Linked DNA regions of Mus musculus: region 2 is linked to region 1. The links are chromatin contacts, called in public HiChIP or PLAC-seq maps. All regions are on one chromosome and are shown on one strand. Each heading gives the region's core, a stretch centred on a gene start, on an enhancer-like site or on the middle of the called end of the contact. The rest is flanking DNA. Distances are from core to core; before and after follow the strand shown. Region 1 overlaps Gm13391 (a long non-coding RNA gene). Region 2 overlaps Celf2 (CUGBP, Elav-like family member 2).

The links. HiChIP or PLAC-seq counts read pairs in DNA pulled down with a chosen protein or histone mark.
Region 2: an H3K4me3 HiChIP or PLAC-seq map of bone marrow-derived macrophages shows a contact between it and region 1, with 2.5 times the contacts expected there. The contact joins two enhancer-like sites. A contact is called at or near these places in 3 of 484 Hi-C or Micro-C datasets (CD4 T cells, bone marrow-derived macrophages and peritoneal macrophages), 3 of 115 datasets of contacts at active chromatin or transcription factors (bone marrow-derived macrophages, memory CD8 T cells and pancreatic cancer cells) and 1 of 9 other capture datasets (macrophages).

The regions. Positions count from the first base shown.
Region 1 is chr2:6,466,895-6,471,963 of GRCm38.p6, reverse strand. All of the region lies in intron 1 of Gm13391 (a long non-coding RNA gene), which reads right to left. Among named protein-coding and RNA genes, the nearest start is that of Gm13391, 3.4 kb to the right of the region's middle. Within about 2 kb of position 2,598, at least 10 of the 459 cell types and tissues checked have an H3K27ac peak or open chromatin away from gene starts, as enhancers often do. A contact at or near this core is called in bone marrow-derived macrophages, where this site is marked.
Region 2 is chr2:6,722,877-6,727,650 of GRCm38.p6, reverse strand. The region is part of intron 1 of Celf2 (CUGBP, Elav-like family member 2); the gene reads left to right. Among named protein-coding and RNA genes, the nearest start is that of Celf2, 160 kb to the left of the region's middle. Within about 2 kb of position 1,325, at least 17 of the 459 cell types and tissues checked have an H3K27ac peak or open chromatin away from gene starts, as enhancers often do. A contact at or near this core is called in bone marrow-derived macrophages, where this site is marked.

The sequences.
Region 1 (5,069 bases), core at 1,349-3,848:
ACATCAGTCATATGATAGCCTCCCTCCACTATTAACAGCTTCATTTTAACTAGTTGCGTCTGGAAAGAACCCCTCTCTAAACAGTCATGTGCCAAGGCACTGTGTTTCAGACACCAGCATGAGAGTTTGGGGTAATACAAGCAAGCTATTAAATAGGGAGGTAACAGTGGCCCCGTCATCACTGAGAGTTATGAAAGAACGTTACAGCCGGGCATGGTGGCGCACGCCTTTAATCCCAGCACTTGAGCTCAAACCCCTCAGACAGAGCACTTGGCTATAGCAGCCCAAGCAGACTTAGACAGAAGAGAGGAGGCTGCCGGCTTTCCCCCACTCTCACTGGGACTTGAAGGACTGGGACTTGGCAATCTATTCATGAGGCATAGATAGGGGAGCCGGCAGAGCAGGGGCCCTGGGGAGGCCCATTCTGCACACTGGAAAAGAGATCCCAGGGGAGCCTGGAGAAGTGATCGCACCTTCTCCCAGCTCTGAGAGAGGATTTGTAATTGGCTGCCAGAATGTTCCTGCTGCCTGAGATGGGTCCAGCCAGCACCTTCCCAACTGCTGCAGAATCACACACCCTGGCCTGGTGCAAAATGCTACTGCCACAGAATGGTCACACCTCCCTCTCCCCTATGAGCCTGGGGATGGTGGCAGGGCAGGAAGCAGGCAGGCGTCTGCTTCCTGGCTTTGGGGGGTCATGCATTCCATTAAGCAAGGATGTCTAATAAGCCAAACACACTTCTGTATTTGTTTTTAAGTTAACTGTGTTTATGACTATGCTAGTGAGAGAGCACAGAACGCACATGCCCAATAGTAATATTTAGTGTGGGAGACAGAAATAAATGTGGGCAAAGGTCAAATCCGGGCTTCTGATTCCAGGCAGCTCCCTGATCTCCCAGATGCACATGTTCTCTTCTTCGGAGAGTTCTACTTTCCACGACATACTGATCCTACAACAAACTCAGAGTTAATTGAGCTGCTTAGCATGCTCACGGGTGTCCTTGCGCATTGCAAAAGACCACCTTCTCACCTTCTTCCTAAGGGACTGGGTCGGAGCAAACCTGGGGAATTAGAGAGGTGGTGAGAAAGGTCCCTAAATTTTGGCCTTTAGAAGCCTCTCCTGACAGAGAACAGAGTTGTCTGAATACGTGCCCCCAGGGGGGCTGTGAAGATTGAGCCAATGGAGATCATTTCAAAGAGTAATTAGCACAAAATGGAAGCCGGATAAATGACAGGCAGTCTGTTGTTATAGCTACCAATGATCTGGACTAGTGGGACCCTTCGTTTCAGTGCCCAACCTAAAGAAAGGATAGCATTCCAATGAATGCTCTTATGACGTCTGGGCTGGTGGCAGGATTCTGAGATACAGAAAATGCCTCGTTTCTGGACAGTAAAGATTACAGGGAATTACATCCCAGGCTAGAGGGGGCACAAACGCTGAACTGTACCTCACTACTTCTTCCCTTCCTCTCTTAATCAATGAAACCCTTTACTAAGGACAGCTGGGTGTATGACCTGCAGATTAGAAAGTATACTTCCCAGAACCCACTGCAGTTACGTGTGACTAGCTAGATTCTGACCCACAAAGTGGTTTGTGTAAGTTACAGACCATTTGCAGGAAGAAACGTCTTATGTAGACTGGAAGTTAGCTGTGATGGAATGACTCTAACCCAATCCTGCAGGCAAAGAAGTCACTCTTGTGGCTAGAAGACAGTGTGGGCATGGACCTCGGGTCCCCAGGGATCCTGTGGAGACAAAACTTTAATATCCAAGGCTCCCTTGCCCTATCCCACTAGTGCCTTCCTTGTCACTGAGAAGCAGACTAGAAAGAAAGAGGTGGACCAGTTTGCCTCTGGGGTCGAGGATTCCAGACCAAGAGGAGCCTGGATGTGGGCTGGATGGACAAGATCGCACAGGATCTGGACAGAACCAGCTGTGTGGAGGGGTGGGTGGGTCATGTGTAACTGGACCAGACACTGCGTCAGCACAGAAGATGTCCTCCTCTTCTAAGTAAGTTTCCTTCTTAACTAACTTACTTTCTTTCTTTCTTTCTTTCTTTCTTTCTTTCTTCCTTCCTTCCTTCCTTCCTTCCTTCCTTTCGTTGTTGTTGTTGTTGTTGTTGTTGCTGTTGTTGTTGTTGTTGTTTGAGACAGGGTTTCTCTGTATAGCTCTGGCTGTCCTGGAACTCACTTTGTAGACCAGGCTGGCCTCAAACTCAGAAATCCACCTGCCTCTGCCTCCCAAGTTCTGGGATTAAAGGCATGTGCCACCACGCCCGGCTCTTGACTACCTTTCATCTGAGCTCATTCTAAGCCCTGGCTATGCATGCACTGCCTGACCAGCACTGGTCTGAGGGCTATCAGCAGAGGGGATGCTGTAGCTACCCGAATGCACTGTTTGTTTTCAGTGGACATTGCTTGCCCTACCCTTCCTTTCTTCCTTCCTGTGGACAGCAACGTGAAAGAGCGACTCAGTTTCTAGCTCAACAGTGGACTCAGCGTAAAGGTCAGCAGAGTGACAAGACAGAAGACGCTGTGTTCCTGTCCACATGTAGATTGAAGTCATTCTAATGAGGCGCACTTGAGCCTGTATGTGAATCCTGCCACTAGGTGGCGCATTGCAGACTAGCATTTGCCAGAAGCAAGCACTGAACTGCCGTCTAGGGACCTACTGTCTTCTATCTCCCTCCCTAACTCTGTAAAACCTGGCTGAGACCTTGACTCATTCACGCCGCTGTTGTCTACTTTCAGATGACAACAGTGGCTGTTGTCCTCACAGGTGTGTGTGAGCCTCAGGTAAAGCGAGGCTGTAAAATTCAGAGGCCGCTTAGAGATGTGGTGGTATCTGGGGGTTGCAATCCCTGCACTCAAGGGACTGAGGCTCGAGGGTACTGAGTTTGAGACTAACCTGTCTCCAGGAAAAGAGAGGAGGTGGAGCAAACTCTAAAGTTGCTATGACAGCAAATTAGCTTAGCAATCACTGGGTAGAGTTCTGAGAATTCTTTGCCCTAGAGTGGCATGTTCTAAATTTCCAGCCAATGGGAAAACAACAACAACCCAAAACAAGACAATAAGGAAAATCTCCTCGGGCAATGTGAACCAGCCGGCTTGTCTCCCGGAATCAATCAGTCATTCCCATGTTGGGGGAAAGCCTGCTGAGGCATGCGGTGGGTGGGCTGCTCAGGGTGGTTAAGTCCCCTTCCCTTTTGGGCTCCAAACACCACGATCAGAGGACTGCTGAGCCCGCAAGTGTGCTGATTTCTCCACATGAAGCTATTGCTGCCCAGGAAGCCATAGGGTCACCTGGAGGTGGCACTAGGCAGAGAGACACAGGAGAGCCACTGTTGCTGCCTTGGGTTCAGCCTCCCTCACATGCCCTGCTGGGTTCCAGGAAGACTCTGGGTCCTCAGTGAGCCTTAATCTCCTCCACTGGGAAATAAGGCCCCTGTACAACAACAGCCCAGCACCCGAGGAGTGATGAACACTGACATCACACTCACAGGACAGAAAACAGCTCAGTATACACTGTGCCTTCCACATACACTTGTTCGTGGGCATCATACATGCATATGCACGCACGCACGCACGCACACACACACATATACCAATAAAAATATTTTTCAAGTTATTAAGAAGTATGGCGTGGTGTGGTGTGTCTACACGTCCCCATGGGTGTGTGCATGGTTTGCACGCAGACATGTGCTCACCTGTGGTATGTGGAGGACAGAGGCAATGTCACTTGTCTCCCTCCGCTGCTTTCTATTTTATGCTCTCTCCAAACCTGGAGCTCAGCAATGCAGGTAGTCAGCTGGCCAATAAGCTCTATAAACTAGCCCCCCATCCCACCCTACCCCCACCCCACATCTATAATAACAAACATCTACCGCCATGCCTGACTTTGACACAGTGATGGAATCTGAACTGAGCACGTTACCAACTGAGCCATGTCCCCAGTCCCTAAAAAATACACCTTTTGAAAAGTGGAAGAGTTGAAGCACATTTAAATGCCTGATAATCCCTGACTTAGCTCATTTTCAACACATAGCCAGTCTTGTTTGACTATATCATCTGCTTCTTCTCACCCATAATTATTCCAATACTTATCTCATTTCGTCTGTGTCTTAATCTGTAACTCTAAATGATAGACCCTTTAAAAAACAGAACTGTGCTTTGATCAGACCTCAAAATAATTTAATTAATGACAAGAAGACCGAGGCCTATATTCTGTGTATATTTAATAGTTATAAACAGGGTGGGTGGGTAGCTCGTTAGCAAACTACTTGTCAGCGTGGGGCCTGAGTTTGAACCCAGCACCATCCTAAAACTATAGACATAATGTCATATGCTCATAACCCCAGTGCTGGAGTCAGAAACAAGAAGATGGCTGGTGGACCTAGCTTACTCTGTGAAGCCCAGGTCCCAGTGAGGGACAAAGTGGAACAAAGAGTCAGAGAACAAAGTGAAAGGCAGGAATTATGTGGCACACACCTTTAATCCTGCTTGAGAGGCAGAGGCAGGCAGGTCTCTGTGAGTTCCAGGCCAAACAGGGCCACCTAGGAAGACACAGTCTAGAAGAACCAGGTGAAGGAATCCTCAATAATGATGCCCTGGGTTGACCTCTGGCAAAGTCTCTCTGCCCCCGGCTACTCACCTGCACCTCCAACATGAATGTACACAATTAACAACGGAAGCAGTGAGTTCCTCACGAGAATGTGGTCATTCTTCCACTCACACACTGAAGCCGACTTCCAATGGGCAATTCTTAGTTTCTTGGAGTTCCACAGTGGCCCGAGGCATTCTGGGACAAGCTTGTCTCTGTTTTCCCTGGCTCACCTTTTTCTCACCACAAGGAGCCTTGCACTTACATATGTAGGTCCAAGCTGAGCACACCTATGGCTCCCTTAGCCACCAAGGAAGGGGCTGTGAATTTGGGCTTGGAAGCACCTGGCAGGGAAGCCACAGTCCCACTGTCTAGAAGAAAGGGCTCACTCCACATCACTTAGCCAGGCGGGTTCCCCATCCCAGTGGGAAAGGTGGCATTAATGGTAGGTGTGAACAGTCTGTTCTTAT
Region 2 (4,774 bases), core at 76-2,575, 260 kb before region 1:
GTAAAGAGTGGCTTTGTCAGCTGACCGAAATGGTGAGGTGCAGCTCATTTTGTTAGGAAGAATGTTGGGACATATTGAGAGAGATGGCTCTTTGGTAGCACCCTTGGCAGTTGGCCACTAACAGTTCCATCTAAGCCTGTGTTGCTCCCCACAGCATACATGACACCTTGTTAACACTCTGGCCTGTATGTATATGCCTTGAGCTTTGGGGATTAAATTAGACACAGGATGTGGAATTATACCAAAGTTTCAAGCAGCTGGTTATACTATCTAAATTATCTTTTCAGTAAGTCATTCTCTGCATCCAACACACTGGAGATAGCATATTTTTATAAACATTAATGCAAGTATTTATATGAATACAAGTATTTATATTTTTATAGCCTTTTGTAGAAATTATAACCATATATTATAATTGATGTTTAAATAACATTAAATTACTATTGTTCTCTTTGGTTTACAGTGGGATGAATGAGGTACAGAGGAGTGTTTGATTTTCCTTGAGGGCACACAGTTAAATTGATGCTGAGCCAAGGCCAGCTCCTTTGGCCCATTATCTGCTTATGGTTAGGCAACTCGGCTTTAATAGTATTTTCAAAACGGCTCCCTCAGAATAATATGTTTAAGTGAGTCTCAGCTCTAACTAGTGTTTTAAAAGGAGGAAAGAAGGTATATTTCTTTCTAGAGCTACCTAAAGAAAATTAATAAAAATGTGTTTATATCGTTGCCTTAACCATAGTTGAGTACTCAGTAGCAATATGTAGCTACTGCCTGGCATACTGCAGTGCTAGTGATAGGGGTATAGAGATGGGGATCATTTCTATCAGCACGGTTGAACCAGTGCACTCATCCCAAAAATAAAAACAGTAAGGTAAGAACCAAACAAATAAAAGGGTAAGAACAATATTATTATTTATTAACACCAAGAAGATCAGCTATCTTCAGACAACAGTATTCAGAGGCAGGAATTTTTTTTTTTCATAGCAGTTTTGGCTTTGTAAGTTTGTTGCTTTTTTTGAGATAAAGGAAATTAAATATAGAAAACAAATACAGGACAAAATACAAAATCAAAAATCTGTTTCTTTGCTTCCAGTCTTGAAAAGGAAACTTGAAAATTTTTAGACCTTATAAAATGTTTTCCTGAAGTTAATAATAATAATCCATTGAGCCACTTCTATTGAATGGTACTCTGCTTTCTCAGAGGACGCAAGGATGGGTGTGCATGGTCTCTGTTGATCTGATTTCTTTTTGCTAGGAAATGGAGTAGGGAAGTAGGTCAGTGCAGTGCTGGAAGCTGCGAGTGAGCCCTCAAGTGGCCCTTCCAGTAGCGGCACTTTCCATCCTGACTCTGAGGCTCATGCCAGCAGTGTCTCTGACCGTGTGCTCGCTGACTTATGCTCCCATTCCACTTGGCACCTGTCCTAGAGGGCCAAGGGCAAAACACAATTGGTATTCAGGGTCTTGTTGAAGTTTTCAGGCAAGGTGCCCACAGACGTATATGTCTGTGTCCAAGGTTTGCAAGTGGCCACAGAGTCTCATGAAACACCACTACCTCAGGATTTCGCCAAAGAAGTCGAGGTCATAGAACAAGAAGGGCAGACAGTTGGCTTTTAAATCTTACTGTATCCATATTTTATAGTGTGATTCCTTACAGAGATTGCATTGGGGAAAGGCACCTTACTTCTGTGGACCTCATTTGCTTCATTTCTAAAATGAAGATGGTTCCAAAGAGCTATTATGATATTGTGTGTCAGATACTTGGCAAAGGTTTCTGGCAAAGGGTAGGCCCTCTATTAATATTATTTAGATTTGAATCTAAAGTTGTACTATACTGTGTTCCTTGGAAAGTACGGAATAAGAAAAGCAAGCTAGTCCTAGCATTCCAAGTCATGCAGACTCTTTTCTGACAAAGCTCTTAGGAGAAGGTTTGGCTGAGATGGGGGTATGTGTATCTATAATTCTCTATGAAAGTTCCTTGGATACCTATGGTCCCTGGCAAGAACCCCCAAAAGCTTAACTTAAAACATGATTAACACATGATCTTTGGCTAACTCGGAAGTCTCTGTCCCTACAGCCACATGAGAACTGAAGTCACCAGATTTCCAAAAGAAATATTCTTCAGCCAAGAGAAAAGATTCAGTCCAAAGGAGAAGTTAAAGTGTATTAAAACAAAGTTAGCAAAATTATTATACACCAAGATGCAGTAATAATAAGAGGGTCACTGTCATATGAATAGCCAAAATAAATGTTTTCGATTGGGAGTGTTTGGTGGTGGTTTTAGTGTATACTATATGACTACATTTTCCTACAGACAGAATTATTGTACACTTTCCAAATGATCATTTGCAAGATGGCAGACAAAAAGGGATATAAAAAAGGATACGTGGCAGCTACTCATCCGAGTGACTTTCTAGAAGTAGAGAAGAAAGGCTCTGGACAGATGGTGATCTTCTTATGTGGTAATTGAGAAGATGTGGGTTTCAAAGCAGCCTTAAAGGCTCATAAACTGGGTGGTTTGCAGCTTGTTTCCCAGAGATAGAGGAGTGGTGTGTGTACATTTTTCCAGCATTCCTGTTTTTATTTGGGAGTGTGATTCAAGAAACCCAGTAAGACTTGCTTTGGAATTTGTCTTTGATTTGTTTTGAGCTGTCTTTACTCCATTCAAGCCATACTGTACCGAATGTTTAGCCACATGGTGGATTAGAAATACTTTGCAGTTTGGGACCCAGGGGCATAGATTTGGATTCTAACTATAGTTCATAATCTGGTATCCTTAGGAAGGGAACTTATTTCTCAGATGTTGCCATTTGAAAAACTACTTTCTCATAGGGTTGTCTTAATGATTAAAAATGTAGCCGGGCAGTGATGGCGCATGCCTTTAATCCCAGCACTTGGGAGGCAGAGGCAGGCGGATTTCTGAGTTCGAGGCCAGCCTGGTCTACAAAGTGAGTTCCAGGACAGCCAGGGCTACACAGAGAAACCCTGTCTCGAAAAACCAAGAAAAGAAAAAAAAATGTAAATCACTGCCAGATGTGGTTGTTCACCATGGAATCCTAGCTCTTGTTAAGCAGAAGCAAGCAGATCTCTGTGAGTTCAACGTCAGGCTGTTCTATATAGCCAGTTCAGGCCAGACAGCCAAGTCTACAAAGTAAGACTGAAAACACACACACACACACACACACACACACACACACACACACAAACAAAAAGAACCAAGGCCAATTTTTAAAAAAGTAATGTACATAGTGTAGTATTGGTATATATAAGATACTATTATTACTAAAGATATGAGTCATGTTTGGATTTACACCAAAAGAATTTTTAAGTAAAAAATAGAATTATGGTGATTACTTGTGGTGAGTATGTAAAGGAAGTGCATTCACAGTGAGAATAGCAAGACATTTATAGAACATTCTAGGCTATGTGCCTCTATGAGGTGTTATCTGTTGTTGCCATTTTATAGATGAAGGATCTGAAGCTCAAAGTAGCACAGTAGAAAGCTATGATGTCCGAGTACAGAGCCCATGTGTTTGCCCTTTGAATGGTAAGGGGTCCAAGGTGTTAGGTTGGACAACCAACTGGGAGACATGAAGTAAGCACTTTCTACTATAGAAAGGCCAAAGGAGCTCTGGGCAGCTTCCTTCCTTCTTTGATTCCGTTAGTTTCTGTTATTTGGGAAAACATAAAAGGAATGTTCATTTGTGATGTGAGCATTAGTTAGTGCTTACTCCAGAACTCTTGTTTAGATATTAGACAACTGTACTGCAGTCTAACTCTTGCTCTATATGAGTCATTGTCCAACTTCTGCTTTCTGTTAGCTTAGACTTGTGGCAATACCTTCCTCTTCTCATTTAGCTGGTTGTCAACAGCAGTAACCACGAGTCCTTCCTGTCCCAAAAGTGAATCTTGCCACATTCTCAGCATTCAAAGTGCTATAGACATGGTATCCTCTACTGCAAAGAGCTGAGCCACCTCCACCTTGTGCCATCACAGCTCCACAGGCTAAATTGTTTATTGAATTCTCAGTGATGGGAAATAAGATAGGTGCATGAGAGCAAGATAAATGGTCTAGGCTAATATAAACAAGCATTGTATTATACCTGAATTGTTAAAAAAATTTTTGCATTCAATATTTTACTCTGTAGAGCATTTTTATAACAATAAGATCGATTAGTGAATGCTGTAAAAATGTATCATGTTACTTCAGTGATTAAAAAACAAAGTGGTCACATGGGGAGGTGGTAGAGATGTAGAGATCAAAGCAACACCTACTGAAGAGGGTCTGACATCATTGCCTCTCTGAATTAATCTGAATTGAGTTTTTTGGGGTTTTTTTGTTTTTTGGTTTTTTTTTTTTTTTTCGTTCTACAAGAGCTTAGCTTTTGGGGGAGGAGGTGGTCTGTGTGAATGTGACAGACTTTTCACTATGTCCTCAAATTCAGGAACTGCCTTCCAAAGCTCCCAGTTTTTCCCATGCTAAAGAGTGCAGACATGCTTTAAGGGGCGGGGGCACTCAAGTCTAATGAGTTTAGACCTGCAGCATCTTTAAAGTGTTCTTTTTGTTTGTCTGTTTCTGGCAACAAAATAAGGAACTCTCTCTGCTTTAGATCTTTTTCTAGTGCATTTTTGGTATTTCTCTGAGGCGACAGTGAAATCACACCTGCTTAGTGTTTCTTCTTTCTGACATGCTTAACTAGTGCAGTGGTCGCCTGCTTAAAAGGCTGCAGCTCCTGGGCTGCTGGCTTTGCACTTGTCCGGCTCTTTGCATTTCCAC